Linked DNA regions of Mus musculus: region 1 is linked to region 2. A link is a contact called in public HiChIP or PLAC-seq data. All regions are on one chromosome and are shown on one strand. The core of a region is the stretch at or near the end of the contact, and the rest is flanking DNA. Distances in the headings are between cores, read along the strand shown. Region 1 has its middle 27 kb from the start of Batf. Region 2 has its middle 15 kb from the start of Gm32296.

Region 1 (5,237 bases), core at 1,420-3,919, 110 kb after region 2:
TCACTAGGAAAGATACAGTTCTTAAAACAGGGTCTCACTATGCAGTCCAGGCTAGCTTAGCTTAGAACTCTCTCCTGACTTTGGACTTCCTGCCTCAGTCTCCCAAGTACTGAGATTAAAGTCATAGAGAAGATAGTCTTTGTAAAAATCAAATGGAAATGTACAATGCCAAGTGGTCTACACAGGAGACACTGCAAAGGGAGCAGGCAGGCAGGGGCGGGTGGGGAAGCTGAGCTCTGATCAGGTTGAGACGGAGCTCTCTGGTAGCTCGTGGGGCCTTTGGGAGCTGCCTGGAAATGAAGCCCAGAGCGCCTCCTCGGATGATTGGTTGGCACACTGTTCTCTGGGTTTTCTCCTGCCTGAACTTTTCCCGTCAGACATGCCTCAGGCCTCCTTGATGTTGCAGCCTGCTTGAGGACGGATCTTATTTCTGTTTCTTACGGTGGCAGAGAAGGGTGGTATCCTCTGTACGCTCCCCCACCACACCCCCATCCCCACCCCACTTTCTGCTTCTTTCTCCCTCTGGCCTGCCAGGCTCTGGGCTAAGCCTCATGATAACAGGCCATGGTGGACTGGAGATTCCAGGGTTTTGATTCTGAGCTCCTGAACTTCCTATTGTGTGATGTGGGACTAGTCACTGGACTATTTGATTTTAGTTTGTTGATCTGTAAAATGGGCCTGAAATAATCTCTGATGGGTGCTACCCATCAAAATACCACGTGTGGCACACAGTAAGACAGCCATGGATGTGAAGATGGAAAATAGACAAACCCCTTGCCCTCAGGCAGCACAAACTTAGGGTGTTAGAGAGAGAATTACAGATTGAACAACTGAGAAATGGAGTGTGTGTGTGTGTGTGTGTGTGTGTGTGTGTGTGTGTGTGTGTAACCTGCTGGTCTGGGAGGTAGGCTTTGCAAAGGACTCTGTCTTCAAATGAACTAATGACTTGGTACCATCCTCCAGGACTTGTTCTCAGCTGGTGTGGAACTGGGTCCCTACTGATTGCCTCCTACTCTCCTCCTTGTCTCCAGACCTTCATTAAGCTGTAGACTCTTTGCCCAGAAGTCCCTTCTGCAGAAAGAAAAAAAAAATGGATGTTAACAGAATCGGACTGAGTTATAGTCAGTTTTTCTCCTGCTATTAAAAGGAATTATGGGCCAGGGAGACAGCTCAGTGGGGAAAGTGCTTGCTGCCTAAGCATGAGGACCCCAAGTTCAGAGCCCCAGCTCCCACATGAAACTGTGGGAGCAGCAGCATGTGTCTAATTCCTGCAGTGCCTAGCTCTTGGGAAGTGGAGACAGGAGATTCCCTGGAAGCTGGAGGGCCAGCTGGCCCGGCCTACATAGCAGTGAACAGGCTCTGCCTCAGATAAGGTGGAAGGTGAGATGGTAAGGACAGACACCTGAGGTTGCCGTGGCGTGTCTACCCCGCAGATCTCCCCCTCTCCCATGCCAGAAAACATGCACTCTCTCTCTCTCTCTCTCTCTCTCTCTCTCTCTCTCTCTCTCTCTCTCTCTCGCACACACACACACACACACACACACACACACGCACACATGCATCATACAGAGAAAGAAATCACAACATTTCCACATGCCCCTAAAAGTATCAAAGGCCTCATGTATTACTTCCTTAGGGCCTAAAGCCGTGGCTCTCAGCCTTCCTAATGCTGTGAGCCTTCCATACAGTTCTTTGTGTTGTGGTGACCTCAGCCATAAAATTACTTTTGCTGCTACTTCATACCTGTAATTTTGCTACTGTTACGAACGGTCATGGAGATCTCTGTGTTTTCTGATGGTCTTAGGCAATCCCCGTGAAAGGTCCGTTTGGTTTCCCCCCCCCCCCCCATGGCCTCATGGCTACTTAGTTCGTGGCTTGTCACAGGAAAATAAACACAGAGCAGGGTATTCAGCCCTCCCAGGAGATTTCAGGCCAGTAGTAGAGGCAGAAAACAAATTGAGGGTGCGTCAGTGTACGACTTCATTTTAGTAACATTTTAGAAGAGTCTCACTCAGATGCACTGAGCACGTATACTTCTTGGCTTTCTTCAGTCACCAAGGGAGTTCACAGATAATTGTTTATTCCTTTACTTATTTTGGTTTTTGGAACAGGGACTCCGTTGCACTACAGCCTAGCCTGGCCTCACCCTTCCAGAGATCCTCCTGCCTCAGCCTTCTGACTGCTGAGATTATAGGCATGTAGCATCGTGTGCAACCTGATGATACGTGTACATCAAAGGTCGAGAGAGGTCATCTTCCTGGCCCAAGATGCTGAGCCTGTCAGGGACAGAGAAGGAGTTCAGTCAAGGCCGGGGTCCTGAACTTCTGCCCACTGTCTGGCTACTTGAGCAGGAAAGGTTGAATGAAGTCAGGTTGTCGGGGAAGGAAGGGTGACTGCGTACAACAGTTGTGACAGCTTGGGCTCCTGCCTGCTGCCAGCCACCTGGGGGAGCCTGACTTTGAGGATCACTCCTCTGCTGCTGTCTGGGGTCCCTTGGCTGCCTCTTCCCCTCTGCCTTGTCTCCCCCACCTGCACCCCATCACCCTAACTTGGCTAGGTTGTAGGTTGGGGATCTCCATCTTTATGTGATTGCAAGCCATCTAAGAGGGCAGAGATGACAAGCCATGCAGTTATCCTTTGGGCATGGATAGGGTGGAGAGGCAGACCGGGAAGCTTGCCCAGTTGCCATGGAGACAATGATAAGCCCCCAAAGAGAAGATAGTGACATGTGTTCTAGCTTACAAAGCACTTCCTTCAATGTTCTTTGTTCCTTAACTCTTTATTCAAGGCAAAGCTGCTGATGTCATTGCATCACAGACTGGGGCAATAGTTCACGTGGTAGAGGGCATCTTGCATGAAGCTGTGGGTTTGGTTTGCCAGCATTGCATAAATTGGACATGGTGGAGCATGCCTGTGGTTCCAGCACTTTTGTAAAACACAGGGTTGTTTTTTTGTTTTGTTTTGTTTTGTTTTTTCGAGGCAGGGTTTCTCTGTATAGCCCTGGCTGTCCTGGAACTCACTTTGTAGACCAGGCTGGCCTCGAACTCAGAAATCCGCCTGCCTCTGCCTTTTCCTAGCTCTGTTCACTGAAGGAATTTAAGGATATCCTCAGCTACATTGTGAGTTCCAAGACAGCTTGGGTTTCATAGGACCATGCCACAAAACAAAACAATATATTATGTGTCATGGGACTGTGGTAGTTCCTGGTGATCTTCCCATCTGTGGCCCTAAAGGCTATCATCTTTCTTGGCTTCCTTCCTCTTGCTCCCACTGAACTGCATAGTTGATATTTCCTAATTAACTTCTCTGTATCTTTACTTTGACTCCATTTAGACCAGTTCATGTCATTGTCAGGTAGTCACCAGAGAGGACTGCTCCAACACAAATTTAAGTCAATAGAAAGTCTTTATTAGGCTTTTTGGACAGGGATATCGAGAGGCAAGATGTAGCTACTAGTATCCCCCAATTTATATGGTAAATCCACCCGGATTTGCCACCAGAAGATTTAGATTGAATATGGCTTACAAGATTAGGATTCTAGTTGTTGTGCCTAGCGATTAAGTCACCATTGTTTCTGGGGAAAAAAAAAGAAAAAGAAAAAAGAAAGAAAGAAAGTCTTTATTAGCCAGCCAGTGACAACACTGGGTTTTCGGGATCCCAGTGTAGCCCTGAGCCTTTCTTGGGATGGGCTTTTAAAGCACAAACCCCATGTTTTGGGTTGACATACTTCAGCTAACAAGAGCAGTTCGCCAGAAGTGGAACTACAGAAACTAAAAAGTAAGGTTAGTTACATTCTGAGACTTTCCCAGAGCCGTGGACTTTGATGGGTTAGGCCTTTGTTTTAGTTTTGGCAGGTGATGGTGTGTTCACAATGAGTTTTACAGCCTGAATGGCATTTCCATCATGGAGTCAGTCATGCTAAGGTCTGGTGCCCTGCTACCAGAGAACAGAAAGTCAGGATGTAAGGGCCTGAAATCCAGACAGGCCTCCTTCTGAATCATGTGACAATAAATTCTGTTGGGGCCATGGCACACACCCCCCCCCTCTCCGTGTGAATAAGGCAGCCTGGCTCCTGGATGCAGGTGGTGGGGCCTCTTCACCTGGTACCGGCTCGCTTGTCATTCAAGGTTCCCTTCAGGCGTGGCTGAACTTTCAGTGGGTTTTTGGCTTGAAGCTCACCCAACAGCGAGCCGCTGACTAGAGGAACTTAGCCTTTGCTTGGGGGGTTGGGGGGGGAGGTAAGCAAAGAAGTGGTTTGGAGAGCGAAAGGCTCAGTTTGCCTCTGCCTGGTAGCCCATGTGAAAGGCGCTTGCTTCTGTTTGAGGTGCAGGGTGTCTCCGGATGGGACCAGGAAGTGGTAACTCCTTCAACCTGGCCGCCCGTTCACACCTTCAGTGACTCATTTTGATGAAACTCAACGGAACTCCAAACACCTGCACACACCGTGGAGTATTTTCAGATAGAAAGCTTCCCAGCTCCCTTCTGTACAGACCCCAGGAAACAGACCCACCAGAGGCACCAACAGCCCGAGAGAACACTGTTCCTGACTGCGCACACCTCCTTGCTCCCGTTTCTGCGCTCCTGGATACAGTAAGCACTGGCCTTGAGGGGTCCAAGGCGAGCAAGTAAAACACGCTGGGGTGACTGTTTTATGCACACCCATCAGAGGCACAAAACATATACATACATGGGGATGCATGTGTTGTGTTTTTATAAGCAGATCACTAATTTGCATATTGTGACTGATGTCAGTTTTATAAAATAAAAATTCGAGTTATGTGTGTATCTAAATTTATGTCTCCCTAGATGATAGAATTATAATAGTTTAATTGTTTTGTTTTGTTTTGTTTTTCGAGACAGGGTTTCTCTGTGTAGCCCTAGCTGTCCTGGAACTCACTTTGTAGACCAGGCTGGCCTCAAACTCAGAAATCCACCTGCCTCTGCCTCCCTAGTGCTGGGATTAAAGGCATGCGCCACCACACCCGGCTCATTTCTTTCTTTTATTTTGTAAAGAGTACACTGTAGATATACAGATGGTTGTGAACCTTGTTGGGAATTGAATTTTAGGACCTTTGCTCACTCTGGTCAGCCCTGCTCGCTCTGGCCCAAAGATTTATTTAATATTATACATAAGTACACTGTAGCTGTCTTCAGCCATGCCAGAAGAGGGAGTCATATCTCATTACGGGTGGTTGTGAGCTACCATGTGGTTGCTGGGATTTGAACTCAGGGCCTTC
Region 2 (5,053 bases), core at 2,185-4,684:
AGAACAAGCATTTGGAAGCCTTGTCTCAGAGGCCCAGGCATTGCTCATTCCCAGAGGTCAATGTTCCCAGTCCTTGTCATCTTGAGTACGTAAGTGTGTAAGATACTGAACAGAAATTTCCTGGCTTCCCATACTAGAGGTTTAATTGTCCAGTAGTTATTGGAGCCAGGAGCGCATTTTCCCATGAAAGCTATGTTGTGCAGCTAGCTATAGTGGTTCCTTTCCACAGGTTCAGAACTCAGCAGACTGAGGTAGAAGGGACTGTGAGCTCAGGACCAACAGGGGCTACATAGAGACTGTCTCACATACATGCATACATACAACATGCATATATGTTAGACACGCACACACAGTCACTACTGGGTATGAGAATGAGCTAGCCCAAGATAGGATCAGGTCCCAGTTGACTTTTCTGCTGCTGTGATAAAACACATTCTAAAATGTTGTCTTGGGAGGAAAGGGTTTGTTTGGCTGATAGGTTTCAGTCCATCAGGAAGGAAGCCCAGGAGGAAACTGAAGATAGGAACTAGGAAGCAGGAACCGAGCAGAGACCATGAAAGAACGCTGCTCATTGGCCTGCTTCCAGGCTCATGGTCCCAGGCTCTGGAACGGCCCACAGACATAGCCACAGGCCAGTGCAATGGTGTCAGTTTCTTAACTGAGGTCCCCTCTTTCGGGGTGTGTCAAGTTGACAGCTGAAACTCGCTGTGACAGGCCAACAAGGTCCTGATGATAAATGGATGTGCGGGCTAGTTTTTTTTGTCAACTTGACACAAACTAGAGTCAGTTGAGAAGGCACAAACTCAAATAAGGAACTGTCTTCATCAGGTTGGCCTGTGGGCATGTCTGTGGGGCATTTTCTTGATTAATGATTGATGTGGGAGGGCCCAGCCCACTGTGGGTGATGGATGTTACCCCTGGGTTGTATAGGGGAGCAAGTTAAGTGAGCCACGGAGAGTAAGCCAGTGAGCAGTGTCCCTGCATAGTCCCTGCCTCTGCTCCATCATGGCTGGGATTGGGACATGTAAGCCAAAATAAAATCTTCCCACTCCAAGTTGCTTTTGTTCGCAGTATTTGTCACAGCAATAGAAAGCAAACCAGGATGGTGGGGAAAGGAGAGAATTTGACACGATGACTTTTTCCTAAAAGAAAAGAAAATGGGGTAGGGAGGAGGCATGGTCACTGCCCTGCACTGCCCACAGGGGACACCGAGCCTCTCTGTGGCGTTGCTAAAGTTAAAGCAAACGGAGTGGCCTTCACCTGGCACCCCAGGTTAGGGGACAACTGTCCCAAACTCAGCCACAATGCTTACTCACACATGCTTTGGGCAGTGGGAGGCTGGCGAGGAGATCATTTAGACCACAGCCCTACTGTCTCTTCAGTTCTTAAAGCGCATCCTCGAATCACAGCTGTTGATCTGAACCCTGTCCTCCGTGCTCCCGTGGAAATGTGTTCAATGAACTTACTCTGTTAAGAAGTTGAATGGAAAAAAAAAAAGAAAGAAAGACATAAAAAGGAAAGGAAACATGACTGGTCCTAGGTATGGTGGAGGAGAGAGTTTATTATGGATATGTGGGAGAGCAGAGCCAGAGGCAGGGACGTTTGGGAGAGCCCAGAGTGGTCGGGACCCTGAGCTATTTGAGGAAGGGCGAGGAGAAGGGATGGAGAACAGAGGAGCCAGGTGCAACAGCCAGGAGGCCCAGAGGCACAAAAAGAGCAGATATCTAAAGTGATGTGATTATATAGGGAAGAGCACCCTAGGTCCCCCTGGGCAGGACAGTTTAGGGTAGGGGGCAGGGTATGCCAGCCAGGAGGACCCTGTAATAGGTAGGGGCTGAGGGCTACAGAGAGAATCTGGAGGCCAGGAGGCGCCTCAGCTCTTTGTCTCAGGCTTGAAGTCTAACAGAAGTCATCAGCTCCCATCGAGGGATGTTCTAAGAGAATCAGTGATGCTCCTCATCACAGCCCCCCTGAGAATGTCATTTTCTGTTGTTGGCTTTGTTTTTGGAAGGACAAATGCAAGAACTTCTCTTAGGTCTTCACTCTGGGGGCTGCTGTATTTCTCAACACAGCCTTTATTTTCTGCGTGATATAAACCATGCACTCAACCATTCTAACCCCCACTCTTTTGCTTGGCTTGCTAGGAAGCTCATGTTCAAATCTACAGCCTCCTCCTGAACTCATGTAAAGACTCTCCCAACCTCAGAACAGAAATTTCTCCCTCAGACTCTTTGCCTTGCTTTTTCTTTTCCCTCTGTATTTCCTTACTTATCTATACTTTTGCTTTCATTATATTGTGGACATCTCTTAGAAATCATCTTAAGTTATTCTGGGAATGAGATGGTTAAATAAACACAAAGGTAGTGATGGGGGGCTTGCTTTTGCAAACCCGCTGGTAAGAAGAGTTGGGTGGCTTTGAACAACAGGCTATTCATAAGTACAGGGAATTTGCAAGGAACTCTGGAAGTCCCTGGGCTATTTATAGTTGCATTTTTAACAGATTCTAGAATCCGCTGAGTGGTGAATATGTGCCATTCTAACTGGAAAGGCAATTACCAAATTCCTTAGGAGTCCATTTGGCCAAGGCGTGGAAGCCCCTCTGCACTCAGGAGCAGGAGGCTCTGAGTAGAGCTGGGTTCCTTTGGTTAATACCTTCGTGTGGCCATTCAAAAGATCAAAGCTCAGACACTCAATCACAACCACTGATTTTGCAAATCCACAGCAACACTGGAGGGACTCCACACCCACCAAGTACTGAAGACAGCAGAGAGAAAGGGACCCAAGCCCTTATAAACGCAGAGTGTATGCACGTGACTGTTTCCCAATTAACACTCAACAGAGTCCTGGTGCCTTCATAGTGTCCTTTCTCAGCAGTGGGAAAAGAAACCCTCTGAGGCTTGAAATGACCTGATTGGGGTAAAATAATAAATAAATAAACAAACAAACAAATGCAAGAAGTAAAATTGTTTATTGTTTATTTATTTGTTGGTTGTGTTCAAGACAGTTTCTCGGTGTTAACCTTGGCTGTCTAAAACTAGCTCTGTAGATCAGGCTGCCCTTGAACTCAGAGATCTGTCTGCCTCTGACCCTCCCCCCCTGCAGAGCTGGGATTAAAGGTGTGTACAACACCACCAAGTTAAAATTATCTGTACATTATGCTAAGGGCTTGCCCACTTTACCTGTGCTCTAAAACCATAAGTAGGCTATGAAACCGCCTGGGATGAGATTTTAATGGAACCCAGGCTGCAGCACCAGGAAGGCACAGAGGCATAGTGGGGTAGAGTGAAGGAAGGGTTTAGTCTGCCAGGCACAAGTGCACCCAGCCTTCTGTCTTCTAACCACAAACTTTTTTACTTAGTACTGGGCCTGCCTGTCACAGCTGTCACGGGTGGTGGAAGTACTTCCCTAGACCTAAGGACACCTGCAAGATGGCGGGGGCCATCTGAGGTGCATCTGAAGCTGTCACTGCCCAAGTGTCATCCTCTGGAGTCATTACAGTGTGCCTGGGGCAGCCGTGACGGAAACAGAATCTCCCAGATGAGAGCTGTCAACACAACGACGTCCCCTCCAACGGAAGCAGCAGCTTTTGCAGTGGCCGTGACAGCTGCCGCAGCTTCTACAGTTAGACGGAGGTCTCTCTGGGCATCAGCTGCTGGGTTAGGGTCTCCCTGAGCAGCCATGAGGCACTGAAAGCAGCCTCTGCTCTTATAATGACAAGCTTCCCTGACTGCAGAAGGAGCAGCTAGTTCATGGGCAGTCTTGGAACTCCCAGGAAGGCACAGTGATGCTGTGCTTCCTGCTTTTCCTCTGAACCAGCTCAACCCAGTTGAGAGACACGGAGGCAGCCATGGTAGTCTCCAACCTGGCTTCTGTCCTTTCTAGACCTGGATGGTTGCCTGGGTGTTGCCTGGTCGCATTCTAGGCAGTCGCCAGTGTATCACGCTGTAAGAGGAAGATCCCACAGCTGTGTTGCTGAGGCTGTCCTTGAACTCCTGATCTTCCTGACTCCACTTCCAGACTTCTGGGATCATAGATATGAACCATCATGCCATCTCCTAGCCCTCTATTTTGCTATTGTTGTTGTTATTATTATATTTATGAAAACGAGAGCAAAAACTATAGAATAAACTCCAGAGGGAAGGAGCAGGCTTGAGCAAGCATGCCACTCAACAGCCTTACTTTTTATTTTGAGACAGGGTCTCAGTAACTTGCTCAGGCTGATCATGAACTTGTGATCCTCCTGCCTTAGCCTCTTGAGTAGCTGGGATTATAGGCCTATGTCATCAAGCTTGCTAATTGTGTATTTCAAAGGCACTAACAGAAAGGATTTAAATACACACACACACACACACATATATAAATATATAAAATTTTATTTTTATGAGTGTGTTTGCTTGCACATGTGTATGTGCATCATGTGCTTGGATGATGCCCACAGGGGTCAGAAGAGGATCTTGGATCCTTTGGACCGGGAGCTACAGATGGCTGCGAGCCACAGTGCTGGTGCTGGGAACTGAACCCAGGTCGTCTATAAGAGCAACACGTGTTCTTAGCTGCTGAGCCATCTCCCCAGCCCCTAGAAAGGAGTTGTATAATATCAGGGATTGCTTTTCTTCTGCTTAGTTCTATGACCTGATTTCCCTGCCTTAGATATAAGTAACTGGATGCTAAGAGGCAGCAGACATCGCGTCCAGTACAATTACTCTCCAGATAGCTTCCCTATTAAACAGGGTATTGTTGGGCAAGGTGGCTTACGTCTGTAATCCCAACAATCAAGGATGGGCAGAGGCCGGGGGACCACAAGCCACGGCTACATAGAGCGTTCTAGGCCAGTAAATTGCACGTCTGACTGTGCATTTGTATGCATATATATAGATTACATAAAATAAGAGCTACATAGTTTTGTGTATTACAAAGTTGTTGCCTTGAGTTCAGGCCCAGGATATATGGAAGAATACACCATAAACCTTAGGATCCACTTAAAGGGTCTGACCTTGTGGCACTGAGCCAGATGTGGGACTGCCAGCCATCTGCCCGTCCTATGGTGGAGTCT

What was found. HiChIP or PLAC-seq counts read pairs in DNA pulled down with a chosen protein or histone mark.
Region 1: an H3K27ac HiChIP or PLAC-seq map of double positive thymocytes shows a contact between it and region 2, with 2.8 times the contacts expected there. The contact joins two enhancer-like sites. A contact is called at or near these places in 6 of 15 datasets of contacts at CTCF or cohesin (CD8 T cells, embryonic stem cells, large pre-B cells and 1 more), 42 of 484 Hi-C or Micro-C datasets (B cells, CD8 T cells, DN3 thymocytes and 15 more), 13 of 115 datasets of contacts at active chromatin or transcription factors (CD8 T cells, the HPC-7 cell line, cardiomyocytes and 8 more) and 1 of 9 other capture datasets (embryonic stem cells).

What each region holds. Positions count from the first base shown.
Region 1 is chr12:85,656,767-85,662,003 of GRCm38.p6, forward strand. It overlaps the pseudogene Gm33312. Among named protein-coding and RNA genes, the nearest start is that of Batf, 27 kb to the right of the region's middle. Within about 2 kb of position 2,670, at least 36 of the 459 cell types and tissues checked have an H3K27ac peak or open chromatin away from gene starts, as enhancers often do. A contact at or near this core is called in double positive thymocytes and erythroblasts, where this site is marked.
Region 2 is chr12:85,542,442-85,547,494 of GRCm38.p6, forward strand. No RefSeq gene overlaps it. Among named protein-coding and RNA genes, the nearest start is that of Gm32296, 15 kb to the left of the region's middle. Within about 2 kb of position 3,435, at least 56 of the 459 cell types and tissues checked have an H3K27ac peak or open chromatin away from gene starts, as enhancers often do. A contact at or near this core is called in double positive thymocytes and erythroblasts, where this site is marked.